Regions from separate parts of the Sus scrofa genome. Here regions 2, 3 and 4 are each linked to region 1. The links are chromatin contacts, called in public HiChIP or PLAC-seq maps. All regions are on one chromosome and are shown on one strand. The core of a region is the stretch at or near the end of the contact, and the rest is flanking DNA. Distances in the headings are between cores, read along the strand shown.

The links. HiChIP or PLAC-seq counts read pairs in DNA pulled down with a chosen protein or histone mark.
Region 2: an H3K27ac HiChIP or PLAC-seq map of skeletal muscle shows a contact between it and region 1. The contact joins two enhancer-like sites. A contact is called at or near these places in 1 of 47 Hi-C or Micro-C datasets (embryonic fibroblasts) and 1 of 2 datasets of contacts at active chromatin or transcription factors (skeletal muscle).
Region 3: a contact with region 1 is called in an H3K27ac HiChIP or PLAC-seq map of skeletal muscle. The contact joins two enhancer-like sites. A contact is called at or near these places in 1 of 47 Hi-C or Micro-C datasets (embryonic fibroblasts) and 1 of 2 datasets of contacts at active chromatin or transcription factors (skeletal muscle).
Region 4: an H3K27ac HiChIP or PLAC-seq map of skeletal muscle shows a contact between it and region 1. The contact joins two enhancer-like sites. A contact is called at or near these places in 1 of 47 Hi-C or Micro-C datasets (embryonic fibroblasts) and 1 of 2 datasets of contacts at active chromatin or transcription factors (skeletal muscle).

What each region holds. Positions count from the first base shown.
Region 1 is chr1:109,586,302-109,589,079 of Sscrofa11.1, forward strand. All of the region lies in intron 1 of TLN2 (talin-2), which reads right to left. Among named protein-coding and RNA genes, the nearest start is that of TLN2, 93 kb to the right of the region's middle. Within about 2 kb of position 1,345, at least 10 of the 83 cell types and tissues checked have an H3K27ac peak or open chromatin away from gene starts, as enhancers often do. A contact at or near this core is called in skeletal muscle, where this site is marked.
Region 2 is chr1:109,414,923-109,417,700 of Sscrofa11.1, forward strand. All of the region lies in intron 3 of TLN2 (talin-2), which reads right to left. Among named protein-coding and RNA genes, the nearest start is that of MIR190A, 190 kb to the left of the region's middle. Within about 2 kb of position 1,444, at least 29 of the 83 cell types and tissues checked have an H3K27ac peak or open chromatin away from gene starts, as enhancers often do. A contact at or near this core is called in skeletal muscle, where this site is marked.
Region 3 is chr1:109,441,200-109,443,977 of Sscrofa11.1, forward strand. All of the region lies in intron 3 of TLN2 (talin-2), which reads right to left. Among named protein-coding and RNA genes, the nearest start is that of MIR190A, 220 kb to the left of the region's middle. Within about 2 kb of position 1,407, at least 11 of the 83 cell types and tissues checked have an H3K27ac peak or open chromatin away from gene starts, as enhancers often do. A contact at or near this core is called in skeletal muscle, where this site is marked.
Region 4 is chr1:109,716,129-109,718,906 of Sscrofa11.1, forward strand. No RefSeq gene overlaps it. Among named protein-coding and RNA genes, the nearest start is that of TLN2, 37 kb to the left of the region's middle. Within about 2 kb of position 1,458, at least 1 of the 83 cell types and tissues checked has an H3K27ac peak or open chromatin away from gene starts, as enhancers often do. A contact at or near this core is called in skeletal muscle, where this site is marked.

The DNA.
Region 1 (2,778 bases), core at 95-2,594:
CTGCCTAGACAATCCAGGGTACAACTTATTATGAGGTCCCCTTTCCAAAGTTAGGCATAGTCAGAGGTAAAAATCCAGCCCAGACTCACACACAAGGAGACTCACACACTTTTCAAGGCATCTTCAACAGTCTCAGGATTCATTTTAAAAATTAAAAAAATACGACCTACCACAATGGCCACATTATTCCCTATCCTTATGGGGCAGGATGGTCCATAAACTTGGCTGGAAATATGACAGACCTCTGCATACAGATGGAGAACATAATGGATTCAGTTTCAAAGGGTTCATGAGCACCCTGAAATGTCTCTGTAGCTCTGGTTAAAAATTCCAGCTTAATTGGCGTTCCCATTGTGGCTAAGTGGTTAGTGAACCCAAATAGCATCCATGAAGACGCAGGTTCAATCCCTGGCTTTGCTCAGTGGGTTAAGGATCTGGCATTGGTGTGAGCTGTGGTGTAGGTCACAGACGCAGCCAAGATCTTGTGTTGCTGTGGCTGTGGCTTAAGCCAGGGGCCACAGCTCCAATTGGACCCCTAGCCTGGGAACTTCCATATGCTGTGGGTGCGGCCCTAAAAAGACAGAAAGACCAAAAAAAAAAAAAAAAAAAAAATCCAACTTAATTAATATAAGGAATCCTTTTTCATCTTTCTCTCTGAACTTTCTACAAGCCCTAGATAAATAGGGTTGAGGAGCAAATCCCATTTACAGAGTGATGCACGAGGGCAGGGACCAGCAAGAAAATCAGCTTTTACGGCTGATGACTATGCAGCCAGCAATGCTAACAGCTGTTGTAGAGTTCTCAACTGGGCTGTGCCTGGAATCCTTTGCCAAACCGTTTCCACATGGACCTTCCCCGAAGCTGTGTTTGTCCTTGGTCCCCAAGTTTCAAAACTAAAAATACATCAACAAACATCTGCATTGTTTAGGAACGCATACACAGGTAACAAGGACTGGTTAAAATAAAAAATCAAGACTTTATCACAACTCTGAGGTGACAGGGAGGAGCGTCTAACATATTTAAGATGTTCAGAATGTTGATTTCCTCGCCTGGTTGTTGGCTTCCCTGATGTTCCAACTATTCATATGTTTCATATATTCTTCTCTATGTATGTTGCAGAGTAAAGCAACTGACCTTACAGAGAGATTCAGGTCGGTGACAAGGACCCCCAGGACTTGTCATCTCAGCCCCAGCTCAAGACACGGCAGTGAAACTCTGGAGCCAGCCCAGTGCCTATCTGAGGTTGGGGCCCGCCAGGGAACAGTGACCAGCTCTAGCCCCCAAGCACTGTCTATAAATACATCTTTTTTACAAGTCCACACCCTTGGACAGTCCTGTGTTCTGGGCTGAGGCCACACTGACCTCCGCTGCTGCCCGTCACTCTGGGAAGAGCTGGTGTTAGGTTTCTGAGAACCCACTGGTCTTTCCTCTTCCAGCTCACAGGCCTGTTTCCTGGGGCACATTCTGTTACCGTGAACCATCTCAGTAATTCTTCCTGAACAGCTGAGAAAGAAGCGAAGCCCAGACACTTATGTGGAGCTCGGAGGAACTCAGCTGGACACAGAGGCCGGGGTTCCTCACCATGACTCCACCGTCCTTGCGAGAACTCTGCTCATTCAGTGAGGGGTCAAAAGATCCATCAGCCAGAGAAAAAGGTGGACAGCATATGGAGACATGACGGGGACATCTCCATTTCTAGCCCTTCCCACACACTTGGCAATACAGTCTCGACAAACTAAGGAACATACGCTCCTTTCCTCACCATTTGAGCAACAATATACCATTACAAAAAGAGCCTTTTGGGGGCAATCTTACAAGCCGACAAAAGTTACCATTTTTTTTTTTAATTACAACAGCCAAATATTGACATCATGACGTCAAACAACACTTTAAGCCAGGATTGGAGAGCCTGCACCCATGCCCTGGGCAGGACAGACACACAGTAAAAACTGCCTAATAAAGGAGGTACGGTGGTCCCTCATCTCTGCTCAGTCTTTTCTACTCTTCTCCTAGCTCAAGTCTGCATTTTAAAAAGACAAAGCAAAATGCAAATTAAAAATACAAAACCCGGCGAGTTCCCGTCATGGCTCAGCAATTAAAGAACCCGACTAGTATCCATGAGGATGAAGGTTCAATCCCTGGCCTCCTTCATGGGGTTAAGGACCTGGCGTTGCCATGAGCTGTGGTATGGGTTGCAGACGCAGCTCGGATCCTGTGTTGCTGTGGCCGTGGGGTAGGCCGGTGGCTACAACTCTGATTTAAACCCTAGTCTGGGAACTTCTATATGCCGCGAGTGTGGCCCTAAAAAGACAAAAAAAAAAAAAATACAAACCCCACTCTCAGGAGTTCCCTGGTGGCTCAGTGGGTTAAGGGTCTGGCAACATCATTGCTATGGCTCTGGTTGCAGCTGTGGCATAGGTTCAAACCCAGGCCCCGGAACTTCTGTTTGCTGCAGATTCAGCCCCAAAAAAGGGGGAAAAAAAATACAAAACTCACCCTCTGTCACATTCAAAAGTAAAACATCCCATTGGATTCTTCCCCTTTTGCTGAGCTTGAGATGGGCATAGCTTCGTGTGTTTGTGTGTGTGTGTGTGTACACAAGCATGCACACGAGTACACACATGCAAACAAGCCCAACATTCTTGACTGACTCAAAACAATAGCTTATGGGGAAACTATCACTCAGAGGTCAGGAAGAGTAAAGGCTGGCCAATTCCAGAAAGACAAAAGGTTTTAGCAACTAACATGAGAACAAAATGATCTTACACCACTTTCACT
Region 2 (2,778 bases), core at 194-2,693, 170 kb before region 1:
AGTTGTGGTCCAGGTTCAGTCCTAGCCCGTCCACACCTTAGAGGCTCTCTCTCTGCTCCTCAGAGAGCAGGAAGCAACCAATTCCCTTGAAAGGAGCCCCCCAGCAGACACACGATGCTTGGCCAACTCCTCCCCTTGTCTCCTCTGGGCATCTCAAAAGAGAGGCCACTACCCTCACTTGAGGGAAGACGTTCAACACAACAAAGGATGCCAGAGATTCGTTATAAAGTTCGTGTTCAAGTTTTTTACTATTTCAAAACAACCACTGCAAAAAGCAACAATAGCACTACAAGGGAACACATTACGCAAAAAGACAAGAAAAAGCAAATCGGCCACTCTCAAAGAGCTCTGCACAGTGGTCAAAAACTACAAGGCTTCTTATTCTTGGCTCTCTGTTTTATTATGACACAGTGTTCCCAAACATGAAGCATAAAGCAAGACTGACAATTTCCTGCATGGGAATGTCTCTTTAAAAATGCAAATTATGTACATAAAAATGCATTATAAACGACAAAATTATAAGTCAAGTTACTTCTATTACTATCACGCAAAAGGACTGCCCACATAGGAAAACCTCAGTGAGGTCTGAGACCAAAGTGGGTGGCGGATTCTTTATCATCCCACAGCCACAGCTGTTTCTAACAACTGCTCTTAAAAGTGAGAGTCTGCAGAACAGACAGACATTTGTTGGAATCAAGGTCCTGACTTACAGCAAAAAGAAAGTAGGATTAAAGCACAAAGCAACCTAGAGATGTCGGTGAAAGATGGGCATGTAATCAACAGCGGTGTTGATGTCTCACCGCAGATCTGCTCAAGCACTAAGAAAATCATGGAATTCTGACAACTCGTCATGATCGAACTTGACATTCCCTCTTCACTGTGATGTTCTCAGGTCAACACAGCACTGAACCTGACTACAACTGGCCACTCAGGTCCCCGTGTCTGTGCCCTCACCCCTCCTGCTAATTCCTTCCCCTCCAGACTGGGTGCCTAGGGGAGCTGACCAGCCTTCCTCTCTTCCAGTTTGGCTGAACGTGTGTACCGTTTCTTGCAGGGCTGTTATTCTCCAATCCTCCTCTATTTTATGATCCTATTCTTGGTCCTCCCTCTGCCCTAGTTTGGATGTATGCTATCTGATTAGACCTTAAGTCTGTGTTCATTTTTGGCTAAAAGACAGGGTATAAATGCATAAAACGTCCATTACTTTCCTTTTTATAATCTCTTCTCACTGTGACCATTCTGGCCCTGATTGTATGTGTGAAGGTCGCCTGGACCAAGGCAAGAACCCTCTGTGCCCTTCACTGTGGAAGATGAGCCTGTGGAACCAGTGGTGAAACCCAGACATTCTCTCCATTTCAAGTAAACACTTTTCAGTCCCAGGGAACTGAAAACAGCCCAGTGTGATGGCAGTGGCGCAAGCTGCCCAGGCTCACCCAGTCCTCTCTGGAACAAACAAGCCCAACTCAGCCAATACCTCCTCCTCTCCACAAGAAACACCCACCATTGGCCAGGCTGAGCAACCACCCCTTGGCTCTCTGCCCTGGTAAGTAAGGGCCATGAAATGCTCCCACCCCACCCCTGCCTGACCAGCTGCCGCCCTGAGCTGGTCACTTAAGTGCCATCTGCCTCAGTCTCCTCCCCTCTACAATAGGGGACAATAAAAAAATCTACCTCTAAGACTGCCAGAGAACCAAAGAAGTTCATATGTGTCCAAGGCACAGAAAAAGAGCTGGGTCAAGATTTGTTGTTATCATTTGTTAGTCATGGTGGCTGGAGAAACATTGGAAGACATCTAGCATATTCAGCCACCACCTGAGCTGCAAAATTCATCTGATTGTTTTTTTTGGCATCTATCATATACTTGATACTATCACAGGCATTAGGGAGCAAAGTCAGACAAGATTCCTGCCTAGTTAGAGCTCACCTTCTAGTAACCCTATTCACTATACAGTTCCTGTGTTCATCCTTATTCAAACCATACAACATGATTTTTCTAGAGGCAGAACTATCTTGGGATGAACTGTGAAGGAGAATATTTTCGTGGATCAGCAAACTCCTAGAACTTAGGCTGTTTCTCTTGGATGTTAGTTAAATTCCCTCTATCCAAGAGCCCAAGGTGGGGGGGAGGGGGGAATCCCCACTCTGCGGCAGAGCCGGCATCACAATAGGCCCTTGCCTTAGGGCTTGCCAAGAAGCCACCTGCCCAGGAGCCACATACTTGAGGTGCCACTGGCTCTGCACACTCTGCTATACATCAGAGGCATGGTGTTCAGCTGGCAGGACAACAGGACCAGGCCACCACACCTCAGTGGAGAATAAAAGCTACCCACCACTCCTGTCCTCCCCCTCCAGCCCCTAACTCCATTCTCACCCATCGGAAGACTGGACCCAGGACAATGGCTGTCCTGACTCCTTCTCTAGGTCTGTTTCTCTCTCAGCAGGCAAAATACAGCTCTGTTTGGTAACAGCATGCATCACATAACTGCATGTCAGCGTAAAGTGTGGGCCTATCTAAAAGCTATCATTCATCTGTGTGTATATCTCACTCCCCTGTGAACAATTCTGCTCTCTAATAAAAGCCCTGGAAAGAGCCTCCTCTTCTCTCTACCCCTGACCTGCTCCTGTGTAAGGCAGGAAGCAGGAAAGCTCATCTGACAAGTAAGACCACTTCATGACTGGGTCACATCTATGCAAAGATGCCCTGAAAGCAAGAGCCAGAGTCTCGCCCTCTGTCTCGGTCTCCTGGGCGTGTGTGCTCAGGTACCCTGGGGCTCTCCT
Region 3 (2,778 bases), core at 157-2,656, 150 kb before region 1:
TCCTTCCTACACATCCAAGAGGATGGATGATCCCCTTAAGAATTCTCTTTTGCCAAGAAACAAAATGGTCTCCTCACTAGAACTGCATTAGCCTTCCGTGATAATGAAATTTTAAAGGCATGTGTAATAAAGGCGTGGCTAGCAGAAGCAAGCATAAAGCAAGGCATTCCTTGCTTCTTTTACCATCAGCACATTCCTTAGTCCTTCCTTTCCACCCTCAAAATAATAGGCCCACCACAATCCTATCTTAGTAGGACAGAATTTACAATGGTTATGTTAATATCACTGAATGCCTGCCAGGAGGAAAAACACTGGTATCTGTCCTTGTTCTAAAACTCATCACACACTCAAGCTTTGGTCCCCTCTAAGACCACCATTCAGCACCAAACACAATTCATGATATCTTTAGTTATATCTATATGTCAATTTCACACCGGTGGCCACAGAGATTTGATCCAGATAAAAGCTCTCATTTGTAACTTCCTGGGCCTCTAAAAGCTGTGTGCCCTTGGACATGACATTTCTCATCTGAGTCTCACTTTCCTGAGAATAAGTGATGAGGACCAGGTGATCTTGGAGCAGCCTGCCAGCAGTCACTGCCACCTGTCTGGGTGGACATCCTTCCTGCTGGCTTGCCGGCAGGAGGGAGACGGCTAACTTCAGTCTTAGAGGCTTGAGTTCGGTAATCTCAAGGGACTCAGGATGTGAAATTCGGCGACAAAATAATAAAAGGCAGTAGTGAGTATGTTTATTTTCCACACTCCAGTCAATAGCACTTTGGCTTGGGCCTTGGACTGCACACTTTCTGGGGCAAGAGACCCATTTCAGCTGATGTCAGTAAGTTATTGACGTAGTTACTCCAAAGTGAAATAATCAACAACTAATTTTTAAAACGTTGTTTGTTCCAAGTATGAAAATCCACAAAAATAATTGTGTATAAAATATTTTCTTAAGCCACAGAACACAATTCCAGCAGATACTAGATAGAACTGTTGCTCTGGACAATTGAACATCAATAATTTTGAAAGCTTCAAATGCATGACCAACTCCTGGTTCAAATGTCTTACATGTATTTATATCTGCCAATGCCTCACATGTACTTTTTTTTAATTTTTAAAAAAATTAGTTGATTTACAATGCTGTGTCAATTTCTCACATGTACTCTGAAGTACTAGCCCCCCAAATGCTCAAAAATCATCAGGATCAATGGTTTGAAGACAAAGGCTGCAGGAAGATGCACGCTCTCCACTCCGCCCTCTGGCATGTGAGAGCAGCAGGATCTGGCCACTGTTCAGAACACAATTTGAAGGGATTTCCTAGGGAACTCAGGCTATCCTTCCTGTAGCCTCCATGCCCCCTGCCTCCCTCTACTGCATAATCGCAGAGGAACAGCCCATAAAATTCCCTCCTGCCCACTCAGATCTCTGCAATCTCTGGCAAAATGACATCACCCCAGCGCAGTTGACAAGCCAGGCTGGTGACAAGGAAACCCAGACTGCCTAGATTTGAAAGAGTCTTACAGTTTAAAAAGACAGCTGGTTCCATTTAAGCTTCCTCCCTGCCATCACTTTCAGGCCAGGCTCCCCCATAATCCCCTAGACATATGCTCTGAGAGTTCCTATTCTCTCCCTGCCCTTGCCTGGGCCCGGGAGCCTAGCTGTTTCCAGCAGCTGCTGGCTTCCTCTTGGCTCTCCAGCTCCACTGTGTTCTAACAGAATGGATGCTAAAGACCAGCTCATGGCATAGAGTTCCCGTCGTGGTGCAGTGGTTAACGAATCTGACTAGGAACCATGAGGTTTCGGGTTTGATCCCTGGCCTTGCTCAGTGGGTTAAGGATCTGGCATTGCAGTGAGCTGTGCTGTAGGTAGCAGACGTGGCTCGGATCCCACGTTGCTATGCCTGTGGCGTAGGCCAGAGGCTGCAGCTCCAATTAGACCCCTAGCCTGGGAACCTCCATATGCCATGGGAAGCGGCCCTAGAAAAGGCAAAAAGACAATAAAGAGGAAAAAAAAAAAAAAAAAAAACAGCTCATGTCAAAAGGCACTGCCCCAAACACAGCCCACATCCTCTTTCCTTTCACCTAATAATGTATGAATAACTAGGTCTCACAGTAAAAAAAAAATCCTCAGTGCACTAGAGCCTCAACATACCCAGTGTAGAGGGCGCCACCACAGGCCAGTACTTTGAAAGGGTCCAGTTGTGAGCAACATGACGCCAACGTGGAAGAGCAATCCTAACGGGTTCATTTCGGCACAAGTAACCAGAAAAGTAGGTCAGGGACCTGAGTCATAGTCTGAAGGCCGATATGCACATCTGCTTGCAAAGCAGAGCCCAAGAGTTCTGGGTGGTTTGCAGGATGTCAGCAATGACATTTGCAGATGGGTCCTGATATTTCCCCCACTGATACTCCCACATCAGCCTTGATGACCAGCCCGACGACAATACACACTCCTACATCTTCTAGTTATCCCCAAAATAATAATACCAATAATACAGCCCCTAGGCAGCTAGAAAAACAACTCATCTCCGATGTTATGGGTACAAGCAGTTTTCAGGTCACCATGCTCCAGTTGTGCAAGGCAATAGCTTCTGATTAAGATGGGCTTGATCTTTCTCAGTTACAATGTTTTTTCCTGTGTGGTCAATAGATGTCATGTTAATGTGGTGTTTTTAGCCTTTACCCAAACCTTTCTTTTTTTTAAAAAAAAAAAAGTCATTTTCTTGTCTTTATCACGTCTTTTGCTTATGTACAAAACTGGACACACGTGCACACACACA
Region 4 (2,778 bases), core at 208-2,707, 130 kb after region 1:
TCCCTCCTGTGATAGAATGTACACCTCTGAAACAGTTTCATCTTCCTACCCGCCATCTCTCTGGACTTTCAGCTTCACCCAGCAGTACTCGCTCAATGCTCAGGATATTTTTTTTTTAACCTTAGAATATGTTTAATAAAAAAGCAAAGTGCATACAGAGATTTTCCACAACTTCAAAAACAAAACAGGAGTTTCCATTGTGGCTCAGTGGTTAACGAATCCGACTAGGAACCATGAGGTTGCAGGTTCGATCCCTGGCCTTGCTCAGTGGGTTAAGGATCTGGTGTTGCCGTGAGCTGTGGTGTAGGTCAAAGATGCAGCTTGGATGCTGCACTGCTGTGGCTCTGGCGTAGGCCGGCAGCTACAGCTCCAATTAGTCTGGGAACCTCCATATGCCATGGGTGCAGCCCTAGAAAAGGCGAAAAGAAAAAAAAAGAAAGTCCTATTATGTGGTCCCAACAATAGATTCAAAAGCTTATGACAAATAGGTCTTTGATGAGCTGTTTATTATTTTTTTATTTCATAATGGTTTTTATTTTTTCCATTATAGCTGGGTTACAGTGTTCTGCCATTTTTTTTTTTATTGTACACCAAGGTGACCCAGTCACATATACATGTATACATTCTTCTTCTTTTTTTTTTTTATGGCTGTATACATGGCATAAGGAAGTTCTTGGGCCAGGAGTCAAATCAGAGTTGCTGCTTAGGCTTACACCACAACTACAGCAACACCAGATTGGAGCTGCCTCTATGACCTATGCTGCACCTTGTGGCAGTGCCAGATCCTTAACCCACTGAGTGAGGCCAGGGATAGAACCCTCATCCTCACAGAAATGTTAGATCCTTAACCTGCTGAGCTACAATCCTTGCCTTTGATTATTTCATTAAATCCTCCTAACAAGCTAGTGATGAAGGTACTATTATTATCAATGTTATAAGGGAGGAAACTGATGCATAGGCAGGTTGACTAATTGCCCCAAATCACACTGTTAGAAAGTGGAACAACTGGGGGTTCTTGCTAATACAATGCTCCAGTGCATAGCTTTTATTTTGGCAAGCTGTTAAATAAATTATTTGCAGAGGATTGACAGAGTCAAACAGAAAGCACATTAAACATTTTAATAAATCTTTCCAAATTACCCACAAAAATGACTACAAATTATACCTACATCAATGACACATGAGAGCTCTCATGACCAATGTCCCTGCCAATATTGGATATTTTCAATCTCATGTCTTTGTCAACTTAATAAATAAATCATCTCGATTTAACTTCTATTCTTTAGTTAACACTTTCATACATATTGGCCAGTAGTCATTTTCTGCAGTTACAAACATTAACAGCACAAAACAGAACAGATTTCTCCACAGAGTCTGCAATTCCTTTATCCCCTGTTAGTTGATGGCATGATCATCCACCAGTTGCTCAAAATAGAAACCCAGGAATAGATGTTGGTTCTTCCTTTTCCCTCTCCCTCTAGCTGCTCAATCAAGGCGAGGAATCAGATGGAACCCCGTGAACAGTGGTCTGCAACTAAAAGTCTTCCGTATCCAAACAATTCCAGTCCTGCAGTAGCGGACGTGTCTGTAGCCAAGGGAGCTGGTCTCAGAAGCCCCATCAGGTCCTCCTGAGGAGCCTGTGCTCAGGACACAGCCGATATGCAGGGCCTCCCAGGGCCCTCTGGGTGCGTGGTCCTGGCCCCTCCCACCCTGGTTTGCCTCACATCTCCCCTGATGGTGAGAAGATTTGAGGCTCTCAGAGCTTTGGGCCACCCCCAGCTGAGAATGAAGCGCAGGCCTTCCTTCCCAAATGGCTGAGCTGTTGACCTTCTTGCTCCCGCCTCTGGCTCAAGAGGCTATTAAGATCAGTTTACCTTTCTGGCTCAAGAGGCTGTTAAGATCAATTTTCCTTTTGGTTATAGATGCCTTTACTCTCAGTTGTATTCAGAGTTCAGTTATCAATGAAAGTAAAGAACAAAGCGTGCATTATTTTTGTTTTGTTTTGTTTTTCTTTTTAGGGCTGCTCCCCAGGGAATACGGAAATTCCTTGGCTAAGGGTCAAACCACAGCTGCAGCCTACAACAAGGCCGGTGTGAGCCCTGCTGTGTATGCAACCTACATCATAGCTTGCGGCAATGCCGGAGCCTTAACCCACTGAGCAAGGCCAGGGATCAATCCTGCATCCTCATGGAGACTACGCCAGGTTCTTAACCTGCTGAGCTACAACGGAAACTCCCAAAGCGTCTGTTTTGTGATTCTCCTGAAGCCCCATCACTGTTGAAGACTCTGCAGCTGGGTCCAGTTTGCACCAAGGTTCTCAAGTCTCCAACACCACAGTGTATCCTAGAGGGGTGCTTCTCAAACTCTGCAATGCTCCAGGATCATCCAGGGTGTTTGATAAACACACATACTCCCAGGCTGCTCTCCACACCTGCTGAATCACACTCTCTGGGTGGCAGGACCCAGGCTTGTATATTTTTTAACCAGCTTTCTGGGGGTTCTGTTGCATAACCAAGCTCAAACCAATGACTTACAGAGGGTGAGAAGGTAGGTTCTGAGTGGGAGGTATGGGCTATACTCCTGCTCTGCTGAGTGACTTTGGGAGAGTTACTTAACTGCTCTGTGCCTTAGTATTCTCATCTGTAAATTGGGGCCAAGAGTACCTCTTGAAAGAAACAAACAAGGAGATGTGTGCAAATTCTTTCTACAACAGCTCCTTCACACAATAAATGCTTAGTAAAATTATTCTCAAGCCCCCAAAATGGGAGAGCAGGAGCT